Linked DNA regions of Mustela lutreola: region 2 is linked to region 1. Evidence: chromatin contacts called from public Hi-C data. All regions are on one chromosome and are shown on one strand. The core of a region is the stretch at or near the end of the contact, and the rest is flanking DNA. Distances in the headings are between cores, read along the strand shown. Region 1 holds the start of EPS8L3 (EPS8 like 3). Region 2 holds the start of AHCYL1 (adenosylhomocysteinase like 1).

What was found. Hi-C and Micro-C count contacts between places; a contact is called where the count stands out from the background.
Region 2: a Hi-C map of blood shows a contact between it and region 1, with 6 times the contacts expected there. The contact joins the promoter of AHCYL1 here to the promoter of EPS8L3 in region 1. A contact is called at or near these places in 2 of 2 Hi-C or Micro-C datasets (blood and an unstated tissue).

What each region holds. Positions count from the first base shown.
Region 1 is chr10:93,817,227-93,824,043 of mMusLut2.pri, forward strand. EPS8L3 (EPS8 like 3) reads right to left here and starts at 4,105. Exons shown (of 20, transcript XM_059137453.1): 1 at 3,952-4,105; 2 at 1,887-2,011; 3 at 1,525-1,588; 4 at 1,292-1,356. The coding sequence starts at 1,555.
Region 2 is chr10:93,994,205-94,001,021 of mMusLut2.pri, forward strand. AHCYL1 (adenosylhomocysteinase like 1) reads left to right here and starts at 2,491. Exons shown (of 17, transcript XM_059137987.1): 1 at 2,491-2,894. The coding sequence starts at 2,775.

The DNA of each region.
Region 1 (6,817 bases), core at 2,855-5,354:
GGATGTGTTCCTGGCCTCCTTGTCGGGGAGGTCCCAGGCCATCCCCATAGAGAAGCCTTCAAGGGCCGATGGGAGATCAGTCGCAGCTGGGCTAGGATAGGGCCCCGGGTGTCAGGGTCAGATGAGCTGCGCCAGAGCATTCAGGACTCTGGAGGAAGGAGGTCCTGAAGGATGTCATGGCCCTTACCAGCCCAGGCCAGCAGAGGGGGCTGTTTGGTGGTAGATGTGGGCTCTAATAACCCAACCAAAAAAGTCTGAACTCCTATGGGCGGGATATAGGACCCTCAGATTTTGTCTCTGGCTTTTTTTGCTCCCTTTGGGAATCCACCATTCCAACCTGGTCCTTCCCCTCACTGCCCGAGCATTTCCTGCCTCCCTGCCTTGGCTCACACTCTTCCCATGCCCAGAATGCTTTTCCCACTTCTGCTAGTCTAGCCCTTTCCCGTCTCCCAGGAAGATCAAGAGCTCCCTCTGAATTTTGCCTGATGAAGGCCATGGTCATCTCGGTCTCACTCAGAGCCTTGACCCGTGCGAATCCTATCATCCTGGCAGGTGTTCGTGTTACTCTCCCTCCTTGAGGAGACCCCTCCCTTCTCCCATCCAAATGCTACCTTCAAAAGCCACAGTCCTACACTTGCCCTCTCCTCCAGGCCCTTGCTGGGGGGCCACCATTGCCTCCTGCTCCTGGTGCCCCGCCCTGCTCTCTGCCCAGCCCTCAGCGCCTCTCTGGGAGTTCATGCTGCCTACATGTTCTGGGATGTCTACACGAACTCATGCACATCTGGGACACAGCTCCTCTTACTCCCACCTGCCAGGTCTCATGGAGCCAGTTCCCTGTGAGGCCCAGGACTCCACCTGGCTGAGGGGTGGGGAGTCCCGCCCCTGCTGCCCTGCAAGCCTCCAGACCACTGCCCCTGTGTCCCTCCCTGCTTCTTCCCCCTGAGAACCCAAATCTGCTGTCTGCCTCCAGTGTGTCAACCTGATGAGGTGTCTGCTTGTTCCCCCCACAGCCTTCCAGCCTGCGCTTGCCCTGTGGCGTCTGCAGCCTGTCAGGCCACCAGATCTCACAGTGCGCATGCCGTCTGCCTGCACAAGCAGGGCGGGAGCCTTCCTTTCAGCCCCCAAGTAGCGCATGCCTGCCCTGGGGGCTCTAGCCCAGACCTCTTCCTGCTGAGACAGGGATCTGCCAGAGTCCTTGCAGGAACCGCTAGGAACCGCTGTCCTCCCACAGGCCATCCTCCTGCCGCCGTGCTGGGTCCTGGGCAAAGAACACTGGCCCAGGGTTACTCACCTCCACCCTGTGCTGCAGACAGGTGGGCTCAGAGGAGATGGCCTGCACGTAGTCCTTCCGCTGCACTGCAGGGGAGCAAAGCAAGGGGATGGAGGGCGAGGAACCCAAGGGGTAGGGTAGGGTGGGGGGGTGGTCAGCGACGGGGGGTGGGGGGTGGGAAGGGGTTGGGGGGAGACCCCTGAGGGTGGGGGTTCCAGGAGGGAAAGAGAGAGCAGACCAGAGGGGGCGCTTACGGTAAATGGCTCTGCTGCTGGGCCGGGACATGCTGGCACAGTGAGAGGACTCCCAGAATCTACACTGAACCACAGAGACAACCATCAGGGCTGGGGAGGAAAACACGAGGGCAGAACCGGGCAGGAGACGCGCTCTTGCAGCTCGCCCCTCACTCAGGCCTGGGTCCTCCAGGACCAGACCCAAAACTTCTGGCTCCAGGGGCCTTTCTGGAACCATCTGCAGCCTTGAGTTCCTCCAAGGAGCCCCATCTCGGCTGGGCTGGGGAGGCTCAAGGCAGGCTCCTGACCTCCCATTTTTTGGTCACTAAGGCTCATTCCCTTGGGCTCGAGAAGGCTGTGTGGACAGGCACCTGGGAACATATCTTGTCTTGGGCCTGAATGTGAAAGATGCCAGGTCCAGGGGCTGCACCTAGCTTCTGGAGGAAGGGTGGCAGGTACAGCACCCTTTCTTGCCAAAACAAGCCTCTTGTCCAAGCCTGTTTCGGTTCTGAAAATCCAGAAGAGGTCGATGTTGTCCCTTAAGCTGCGGTCGAACTTAGGAGTGGTGTGTTGTGTGTGTCTATCTGTTTGCACGCTTTAATCATGGGGCTCTGTAGGATTTGTCAATGATCTGTACCTCCCTGAATGTCTTAGATAATCAAGACTCCTGTCTCCTCACCTTTCCATACTCTGAACCCTCTGCCCAGAGCCCCTCCCTACCCAGCCCTTGAAATCCAGCTCAAGGATCACCTCTTTCGTGAAGCCCCTCCTTGACCACCGCTCTCCCCTGCCCAGAGTGCCCTCCCGATGCCACAGTCAACCTTGTATGTTTCTCACAAAGACAGCCACTCTGGTTAGTGTGTGAACCTGGGGCTGCACCCCTTATAAATACCGTATTTCACTTTCACTCCCATCGTATGGACTTCTTTGGCTCTACGCACTGTTCTATGGACTTCACCCTCATCAACTCTCTTAGTCTTCAAAACCACCTCACCCAGAGGGTGCTGTTATTGTTCCATTTACCCGATGGGGACTCTGAGGTTCAAAGAGGGTAACAGGCTTGAGGTCACCAGCGAGTATTTCCTGGAGAATGAGCCTAGCCCAGTCTGGCTGCACACTCCAGGCTTTAACTGTGTAGATATGTCTCTGTGTAGATATAACTCTGTAGATATGTCACAGCACAGGGCTGTGACCTGCCGAGGACAGACTTGTCTTGCCATGGCTGTCTCCCCAGTGCCTTCCCAACATGGGGCGGAGGGGAGGGGTTGTCTAGAATACACACAGGTTGAAAAGCAATGGAGGTAAGTATAGTGCGTGTGCATGCATGGGTGGGGGGGGGAGTGAACTGAGCATGTGGGTCAAGGGTAAGTGTCACTGGGATGACGTGTGTATGCATCATGAATAGGGTGTCAAGTCTGTGGACACCATGCATCTCCATGGTGTGCCTGGGTTGTACAGAAACCCTGAAATATCCCGGGCAAAGTATAAGAGAGCAGCCCACACCTGTTTATTAGGACTGTTATGAAAATAACAGAGGTTCTGATAAGATGACTCAGGGATGGGGAAATCAGTTGCTAGGAAACGACTGAGGGATTGTGGAGGAGGTGGCTGGCTCTGTTTTCCTTGTTTGGGAGCACCGAGTCCCCTTGGAGGGGACAGGGCTGATGGAAGCCTGCTCCTCCCCACTCTACACCCCTGGGTGCAACACTTCCTGCTTCTAGGTCCGGAAGAGAAAGAAGAGAAAATTAGCTCTGCCTTGGTCAGCCCTACTCCCCTCCTCCCGTGCTAGTATGTGGGTCCGTGTGCGCAGGTCTCCCGGAACTGTCTGAAGCTCAGAATCGCAGACGACAATAGAGGGGAGGCAGCTGACTTTGGCCTGCTTTCCCCTTGGGGGAGGAGGGCTGTGGCCACCTAGTTGCCCCACGTATCCCCTGAACTTAAGGGTTTGGCTCAGGGAAGGTGTGTCTGCATCACAGACCCTGGGAGAAGAAGACCAGAGATGCTTCTTCTTCTTCTTCTTTTTTTTTTTTTTTTTTTAAAGATTCCATTCATTTACTTGGCAGAGAGAGAGATCACAAGTAGGCAGTAGGCAGAGAGGCAGGCAGAGAGAGAGAGGAGGAAGCAGGCCTCCCGCTGAGCAGAGAGCCCGATGCGGGGCTCTATCCCAGGACCCTGGGACCACGACCCGAGCCAAAGGCAGAGGCCCAACCCACTGAGCCACCCAGGCGCCCCCCCAGAGATGCTTCTAATCCGGATTTCTCCTGCCCTGCTTCCGAGCCAGCTAACCAGCCCGAGTCCCAAGCCTTTCTTGGGCTTGCTCTTCCTGGCAGCATTCGGGAACGGGCTGGAGACCTCAGTGGGGAAGACACGGACATGTTCCCACAACCCAGGATCCCCTGCGGCTGAGCGGCAAACCCCGCCCCCATCCTCCAGAAGGCCAGGCCTTACCTGTGTCCGGGTGAGGTTTGTCTCCCCCCAAGGGGCTGCCGTTTGAGCCAGTGGTGGGAGCGCAGCGGCTGCTCTGCCAGCAGCCCCAGACAGAGGCCTTGTGACCGGCTGGCCCTGGCTGAGCCAGCAGGCCTTATGGGGATGAGGCCAGGAGACAGCCACACCTGTGCTCTTTGGACTCCGGTGGGTGTGGTGGCTTCGTAGGCCAGCACCCACTCCACGCGGAAGCCGGGACCTATGGCAGTGCCAAGCTTAGCCAGAGTCCCCCCGGGCCCAGCCTCCCCCTCTGCTCTCCCCCAGTGTTTGGGTGTGGCCTTCTCTTCCCTCTGCCTTTTGGGTTCCTCTGCTGAGGGCCCCAGTCCGCCTTAGGCACTAGAGCTGGGGCTAGAAGGAGAGGGCCCCTTGGCCAGGGAGGCCTGGCTTCTGTGGTCAGGGGACAGGTGGCTAGAGGTGGGCCCCTGGGGTTTGGGGCACCCGTGCCCGTGGGGGTGCGGGTACCACATGCATGATTGCGCATGCTCAGTGGTGCCCGTGAGTGGGACAGGGATCTTGGAAGAGCTGACGGGGTGGGGGTCGCCAGGGGGTATAATAAGGAGGGCTGAGACTTCTCCGGGCAGTGCTACCTCATTCTGTTCTTTATTCTGTCTCCTCCCACCAGCAAGGAGCGCCCCCTCACCGTCCTTGCTCTTCCACTCACTTCTCACCCCCTGTCCAGCCAACACTGCTCTGGGTGGTCTGGAGTCCAGGGGTTAGATCCTGGCCAGGGCCTTCCCCACCTGCAAGAGTCCATCAGGCCCCAGCATTAGGGGCCCAGGGCTCAGGTACGTCCTGGGCCAGCCCTAGTCATGGCCTCATGGGAACTGGCCCTCCAGGCCTCCCTGGGGCTCAGCCTGTTGGTCCTCCAGCTTCTTCCTGGATAGGACAGCCTGTCACCTTGCCTCCTCCAGTCCCAGCCCCAGCTTCATCAAGGCTGTAGCCACATTCCACCCTCGGCGCAGGCCCCAGTGCCCAGCTAAGTCCATGCTTCTGCCCCGCTCAGGATGAGCCTGCCCTTCGCATACTCCTCCCCTGATGTCAGTACAAGGACAGGAGGCTCTCGCACAGAGGACTGTGGGCAGGGGAAGGGGAAAGGCCCACCGCAGAGATACACGTGAATCTTAGGGCAGAGAGACAAGGAGCACCACCTGGCACTCTGGGCTCTTGCTCTCCACAGTGCCCTGTGGGGTGGGGGTGGGGGCCCTTGGGAACAGTATGGACTTCCCCAGAAAGGAGCCCTTTGTGGCCTGGGTGGAGCTGGCCCCAGGCCTTTGAGTCAGGCACTGAGGACATCTGACCGAGGGGAGCGCTCCAGGGAAGAAGGGACTTAGGAGGGACAGAGAGGCCAGGCCATCTGCCCCGGGGATGTGGGGTCCATTACTGGTGCTTTTGCACAAAGAAAGCTCCAGGTACCAAAGTATTTCTTTAGTGAAGTCATCCTGGCTGGAACTCAAAGGACATCTCCTTGAACTATGAGGCTAGAAGACTTTGGATCTCATCCACTCACTCACTCACTCATTCCCCAGCTCTGTATGGGGGGCTTCCCATTGGCCGGGCACCTAGCTAGATGCTAGGAGACACCTTGGGACTCAGCCCGAGTTCAGTGTCTCCCTCTAAACAACCCAGCCTCGCCACCCATGTACCCAGCCCGGTGGAGGCACCAATTCCCAGCCAAGCATCCAAGCAAGGATGTCCCTGGTCTGTTGTCTCCCCAGAAGGCCCTGCCACTCATTGGTTCTCAGGGCCTAGAGTGAGGCTGCCTCCGAGTGGGGGGTAGGGATAGACCCAGGCACATAGGCTTTAGGTTGAAGAGGCCAAGGAGTACCCCTTCCAGGTGACCCCAGCCTGGGCCTCTCAGAAGCTCCAGAGTGGGCCCTGTTCAGTGCCAGGGAACTCTGCTTGCATGAAGGGCCATCGGAGAGAGAGGACAGACTCCGGGATTTGGGGACAGAGGCCTGCTTGTGGCTGAAAGTCACAGAGAGCCTGAGGCTTGTGGAAGCAGAAGCCGGGAAGGGTCCTGCCAGAGCTCTTGCTAGCCCACTCCATGGGTGATGTCAGATAGGGAGCTGGAGCCTGAATCGTGGCCATGGCCAGGAACTGATGCTTAGGTCCTGGGGCTTCGAAACAGACCCCATCTCTGCCACTGCTGCCTCCAGGCCCAGCACCTGGGGGCAAATGGCTTCTAGAAACCAGGCAGAGGAGTCCACGAGAGACATCACGCCTGCCATTTGGAGCTTTCATTCCAGAGGTAGAAGAAATGAGTAGATACAAGGTAATCAAAGCTCTGATAAGTGACAGGAAGGAAGCCAGCGGGGGTGATGTGATTGAAGGCAGGGGTGTGGGAGGATACTTTGGATGCCTGTAATCAGAGAAAACGTCTCCGAGGAGGGGAACTTCGAGCCGAGGTAAAGTGTTTGAGAGGAGACTGTGCTGTGAAATACCATGGAAGGAAGGCAATGAGACAACGATGTGGCAGCTGGAAAGGCTGCTGGGAGACTGGAGCTGAATGGGTGCCAGGAGAGGCGTGCCACTGTGGTCTGTACCAGGGCAGGCCCAGGTGGGTGGTAGTCAGAGTGCCCCAGGCTCTGCAGGCTGGGAGTCTGGCTTTTATTTCAAGGGCAGTTGGAAGATGCTGGGGGCTTTTGAGTGGAAGAGTGGTGTGGTCTGATTTGTGTTTTAGGAGAATAGGCTGCAGTGGAGGTGTGGGCCCAGGGAGACTGATGGGCAGCTCTGCAGCCATGGGGAGGAGGCAGAGGCCGGTGAGCATGTAGGTGAACTGTCTGGGGAGCACTGTGGTGGTGGAGAAGTGGACAGAGTGTCAGAGTGTGGA
Region 2 (6,817 bases), core at 1,241-3,740, 180 kb after region 1:
TTTGATTCAGGGGGAGTCTGAGAGACAGGATCTTACATTTCTAAGAGTCTCCGTCTGATTGCTAACATCCATGGCAGAGTTTGGGCTTGCAGAGACAAAGTTCTCAGACAATGGGTTTTAAAAATCAGATCCAAAGGACAGACACATCTATGTTTTTTTGTTTTTCTTTTTCCTTTTCTTTTCTTTCTTTCTTTTTTTTTTTGTTTTTTTTTGTTTTTGGTTTTTGTTGTTGTAGTTGTTGTTTTAATAAGCTATCCTAAGTCACATGTTTTCCTATTATAGGGATGTGGCGTTTTCACCTCTGTTCCAACTGGCTCTGCCTCTGTTCTCTGAGCAGGCACCTCTGATCCCTGGACTCTGACAACAGTGTGGGCAAACCCACAGGAAACAAGCGACTTTAGGCTGTAGGTCCGAAGACTCCAGGGTGTGCAAGTAAGGCTCCTGGCTCTAGATGAGAGATAAAGAGGAAGGTACCAGTCTGGCCCCCTTGTAGACGAATCTGCTATTCTGGTCCCCTTGCTCTCTGTCCCTTCTGATAAAGGAATACTGCCAGAGGGAAGTTGGGGGCTTGAAAGAGTGGGCAGATGAGAGAATTCTAACAGTTAAGATGAGGACCTGCGGAAGCATGCAGCCTTTCGGGCACTTTCGTAGCCGGATTCAGACGGCCCCCTGGGGTGGGGTGGTTGGAACATGGGCTTCTCTGACTAAGACTCTAGGGCCCCAGAGGCATGTATTTCATACTCTCCCCAATCTTGAATACAAACCAGTGGAAAAGATGTCATTTCAAACCACAGCTTCTTTCTTGAAAGAGTTGAGCCTGTCAAAGACCTGATGGGCTTCTGGGTATAAGAAGGTGGGCTTGGTTGGGCATGAGGAATTTGAGACAAGGGTACTGGGAGGACCTGAATTACTCATCAAGGTAGAGAGGAATCTGGCTTCTCAGAGTCAATCAAGGAAGAGAGAGGGAGGTGGAAGGATAGAAAGAGAGTAATGGATGGGGTAACTGGGTGACTCGGTATTAAGGAGGACACATGGTGTAACATGCACTGGGTGTTATATGGATTGATAAATTATTGATCTCTACTTCTGAAATGGATAATACACTATATGCTAATTAATTGAATTTAAATAAAATAAAACTGAAAGGGAGTAATGGAGAAAGCCACATTAGACAGCACTGGGCTAGGGGAACTTTGTGGGGTGGTGTGGCCCATGAGAAACCCCAGGTGACAAGATAGCCAAAATAACTTTGCAGAACATTTCAGAAATGTGATTTTAAATTGTTTGCTGTGTGATGTAATCTCTCCCCTGTGGCCCACAAACCTTCATTAAAAGTTCTGCTACATGTTACAGCATTATTTTTGCCGTTGTTTTGGAATAGGCGTGGGGGTTGAAAGAAGGGGCTGCGTTCCATATTTGAATTGACAGCAGAACTAAAGAAACAACCACCACCACCAGAACAGTGAATAAAACTTCAGATGAGGCAGAAATCTAGAGCCAGAGATAACCATGAAAATCTAAGTCATTCCCCCAACCCCACACACAGACTCAGTAATTCACAGAAATCCCGGGAAGGGCACTGGACTTTCCACAGGACATGGCACTCAGCCAGTGTCCTTTAAATCTCAAAGGACATGCTACCTCAGCTGGCATTAGGTTCCAAATAGGCTTTGCCTCTGCAGCTGGACTGTCTTGCAAAACATAAAATGTATCACAAATACCTCTACTATCCAGGCCCTTAACCTAGAGCACATTGTAGGGACCAGTAAGAGAATGCCCCAGGTGCCACCGGGAGCTGGCAGAGTCCATGCTTGGGGGAGAGCAGGAAACCCATTCAGGGCAGGACTTCTCTCTACCACCCCCAATTCCCCCTCCTTCTCCGCACTCCCTACCCATTAACCCCATCCCAATGGCCAGATAACACTAGCTCTGCGGCCTGAAGGTCTTTTAAACAAGCAAGACCTAGCGGAGACGGTGGTGGAGGTCACAAAAGGTTGTACAGAAACCAGCGTGCTGTGAGTCTGTTTTGCTGACCCTTATGGGGTGAGCACAAGGGGAAGGGGCTGCTGGTCCAAAGGGTCTGGGGCAGTGAATGGATCGTCTGGGTCCCCGCATATTTCCTGGTACTGGCTGTAGAATGTGTCACGTAGGACTCCGGTTTTTGCTTCCAAACGTCAGCCTTATGGCCCTCTGAGGTCTTGGTGGGGGAACTCCACAGCCCAAAGAAACCCCTTCTCCCCCACGCCGAGTTCCGAGACGTCCTTGAGGAAACCACGCGCCGCTCACAGGGCTGATGCCGCCACCTGGCGTCGGAAGGTATCCAGCTCACTCTGGGAACCAGCGAGGCGGGGAAGAAGAAGGCGTGGCTTCTGCAGCCCGCTCCAGCGTGGCGACGTCACGGCAGGGCGCCGTTTCTCCCCGCCTCTTCCCCTGACCCCGCCCCACTCGAAGCTGCCAGTACTTGACGTGGCGTCACCGCCCTCTACCCTTAGTTTGCGTGCGTGTTTGCGTGCAGCGGAGGTGGCGGCGCGGGCCGGTCGGACCTCGGAGCTGCTGCTCTTGGTGATCCTGTAGCCGCCGTCCCTGTCTGGCTGGTTTAGACTGCCGAGCGGACGAGACGCTGGCCACAGCACCTTAGCATCGGACGCAGCTCCGCGCGGGCTCTGCGGGAGGGTGGGCGAACGCGTGTCTGAGGGTGCCGCGCGGGCGGGCGGGCGCGGGTGAGGGAAAGAGGCGGGGGCGGCGGGTCAGCCGCGGGCCGGGCCGGCCGGGGGATGTCGATGCCTGACGCGATGCCGCTGCCCGGGGTCGGGGAGGAGCTGAAGCAGGCCAAGGAGATTGAGGACGCTGAGAAGTACTCCTTCATGGCCACCGTCACCAAGGCGCCCAAGAAGGTGCGGGGGCTCTGGGTGGCGGCGGGGGCCTGGGATGGGGCCTCGCGGAAGGGGCGCGAGCTAGCCCAGGGCCCGGGCTTCGGCTAGTTCGGGACTTAAGGGGCCAGGTTTGAGGTAGTCCGGGACGACCGAGGTGGTGTGAGGGGTGGCGGGTGAGTGACCCCAGGCCTATCCCGAGCTGGAAAGGCCGCCCCTGACCTCACTTTCCTTTGTCCCTTGGCCCTAGCCCTCCGGTATCTTTCTGAAATCTGAAAGGGCCGGGCCTTAAATTTGCGGCTGACTTTTTCTGGATGAAGGGGCTTTCGAAGACGGGGGTGGGGGGTGGTTGGGGGGGGGGGCCGTGGTGAGCCAACTCAGTCGACCCTTGTGACCAGCCCCAGGGGATGGCGCTGTACAGAAAATCACCCCTCAGGTGAGTGGGTAAGTCTGGCAGAGCTGCTTTGGGCAAAATCTTTGGGAGCAGTGGCTGGTTTATCCAGCAACTGCGTGCTAGCTTGGAGGCAAGAGGAAAAAATACGTGGAGCTAGCTCTTTTATACAGGTGAAAGCAGCGAGGGCAATAAGAGATTGAAAAGGAAAGTATGATTTTCACCTTCTACGCTCGTCCAGTTGCTTCGACATATGTAAGATATTAACGTTTGGAGGTTGGTGACAGCAGACCCTGTCTTGGATACAGGTTGATCGTAGTCATGTGAATAGATCACTTAGGCATCCCTTGAGAAAGGAGCTTGGGTGGGTTGGAGGGGTGGGTGGTAAGGAAGGATTGCTCATTCTTTACCGCACTTAACTGAGACAGAACAAGTTTAGTCTATTGTGCTGCGGGATGAGCTCAAAGGACACCCTACCAATTCTCTTGTCGTGAAAGATTAAATAGCAATCTTTGGAGATTTTAGCCTAACTAGCTCTCTGAACGGTGGAATTGGGATCCCAAGTGCTTTGTAAGCATTTGCTGTCAACCGCATCTTGACTTTCCACATACCTGGCACCCAGTTAACAGTAGACTGGAGAATCTTTGCAGAGAGGTGACCTTTCTGAAACCAGTGAGAAGCTGGATAAATATTTCCCTTCTGTAAAGACAGTGTTTCAAGGCTGCCTCTGCCTGCAGTGTTTGATGGGATGCAGTGCTTGTGTAAGCTGCATACAAGGTTTGCAGGAATAGTTACAGTCCTTGAGGCTCCTACACCTGATTTAGTTAAGCTGTCATAGTGGGAGGGATGACTTTGTTTTTAAAGTAGATTAATCTACCACTCCAGAAATCAAACGCAAGATTGAAAAGACAGGTCGCCATTGTGTGCTGTAGCTCTTTTTTCCCACAAAATTGAGAAATGTACCAGTAGAATGCCTTTAAAAGGTAGTAGAAGATCTTTTGATTCTGTGGAGTCTGATTAACTTATTTTTAGCACTTTCAGTTCAGTTGACTGCTTTGTTGGGGGCAGTAACTGTAATCTGCACTATTTGGAATCACAGGCACAGCCTTTCTAAGAATGCTTAAGGGTAATACCTACAATGAGTTAGAGGAAGGTCCTGGTACCCTAATTCCCTGAACTCTTCTCTCCCCATTAGCCTATCCTCTTTTGTCTAATAGCTTCAGGGATTAAGCATCTTTATTCTTACGTGCCTTAATTTTAGTAAGACCGTATTCTTGCAAGTGCTACTTATTAGTAAGGCAAAGTTTGTATTGTAGATTGTAAACTACATAAAGGCAGGGACTCTTGTTCACCCGTGTATGTACTGTGCCTAGCTTTATACCTAGCGTGTAGTAGGTATTTAAATATTAATTGCCCACCTAGCTAACTAGTAATTGAGAAGTCTGTAGGACCATCTACTAAGAATAAATATTCCTTTTCCTCTTTTTTTTCCAGGAGGAATATTGTTCATGTATACTATTGTCAAGCCAAATGCTAATGATTTTAAAGACTCATTGCATTAGCTGAAATGAGCAGTCTCTGCCAGGAATGTGGGAAGACCCTATTATAAGTTTCCATTTGTTGGTAAATGTACCCCCGTGTTTCTTATTAATCCTGCTCTGCCTGAGGTTTGTTTAGCATTTACACAGCACTTTGTATTAAAGTGATTTATGATGACTAATTACCCTTCCCCTAGTGATGATAAAAGGCATTTATTTAGTTAATGAGTTGACTGAGGACTGGTCAAGGTCACATAGCAAGTTCTAGGTGATCCGTTTTTTCAGAACTGAATTGGACCTTATGACTTAAGTAACTTTTGTACCTCTGCCATGTGTGGATAATGTGAGAAAGCTTGAGAAAAGAGAAAAAATGCAGTGTGGTGTGTTCTGAGTGATATAAGAAAAAGACCTCTTCAGATGGTGCCGGCCTTACCCTGTGAGGATTCCAGTGTGGCTATAGATTAAGTAATCCTTAGATCATTCCAAGCCCCAGGGCCCCTCAGAAAGTGAGGTGCCAGTCAGGCTATAGGTCACTTTAGGGTGACCTTGATGGTCCTTAGATCAGATTCCAGTGTAACTGGTGAAATTTTGTTCACTTTGGGGGCAGAGTAGATGTCCATCATTTAAGATCAAAGACTGAGATTCTTCAACGATAATTGTAACTTAGTTTTGTATGCCCCAGGGTCTACCACAGTACTGTGAAGTTAATAGGACGTGTTGGTTTGATTCAAGGTTTGATCTAGGTGTCAGGAAGTCAACTAAATGGGTGCTACCTTAAGCAAGTGAGGTTCTGTATCTCAGTTTCCTCATCTACCAAATGAATGCTTTTCATTTGGAACAGGTGGAGATAGGTGCATGGTGGGAGATAAGATTGCAAAAGTGGTTTTAAGAAAGTTTGTTGGTATACTTACTATCTTTTTAGAGAGCATTTGAGATGGCTTGTCACACAAGATACATACAATATAGATAGAAAGTCAAAACAGGGGTGCCTGGGTAGTTCAGTTGGTTAAGCTTCTGCCTTTGGTTCAGGTGGTAGTCTCAGGGTCCTGTGATCAAGTCCTGCATCCACTTTCTGCTCAGTGAGGAGCCTGCTTCTCCCTCTCCCCTCCACCCATGCGCTCACTCGCTGTCTCAAATAAATAGATAAATCTTTAAAAAAGAAAAAGTCAAAAGTGTAGAAGGAAGGGAAAAAATATTAACCCTGAGGACTAAGACAATTGATGAGGCTGATCATCACATGCAACTCTTCCCTCCTAGGAGTCAGATGATAAATGGAGTTGCATTAGCAGATGTGGGAGGTAATGCATGTACCATTTACCTGGGAAGACAGCTTTGGCCGACCCAGAGTTCTAAAGGAGATTTTCATGGGACAGTATTAACAGCTGTAGTATGAGTCACATGGTAAGACTTGTTCATAAGTTTACTGTTGATTTCAGATTGTATTGCCAGGAAAATTGGGGTGGGAAAAGGGGTTCCTTTTTTTTTTTTTTTTTTTTAAGATTTTATTTATTTATTTGACAGAGATCACAAGCAGGCAGAGAGGCAGGCAGAGAGAGAGGAAGGGAAGCAGGCCCCCCACCAGGCACAGAGCCGGATGAGGGGCTCCATGCCAGGACCCTGGGACCATGACCCGAGCCGCAGGCAGAGGCCCCAAACCACTGAGCCACCCAGGCGCCCTGGAAAAGGGGTTCCTTAGTTGTAAGGGTAGTGTACATTGTGCCGCAACTAAAGAGGATCCTTGTTTAATGTTGGCAGTTACTGGTAGACCCAAATAAACCTGCTAGTTCCCATAATCACTGGGTGTTTATCCCTCTTTTTGCTACTTTGTATTGCAGGAGTGAGAGCTGTCCTTGGGCTTTGGAAGTAGACATTGTATCGAGTTGATTTTATTTTTTTCTAAGAGTAAACCCAAATCTCCAGCTTGATGAAACTTCCGAAGATCGACTTCTCTGGAAGCCTGTCAGAGCATTTGCTATTCTCTGCACTTCTAAACGTTTACTGGGGGGACAGTCTGTACT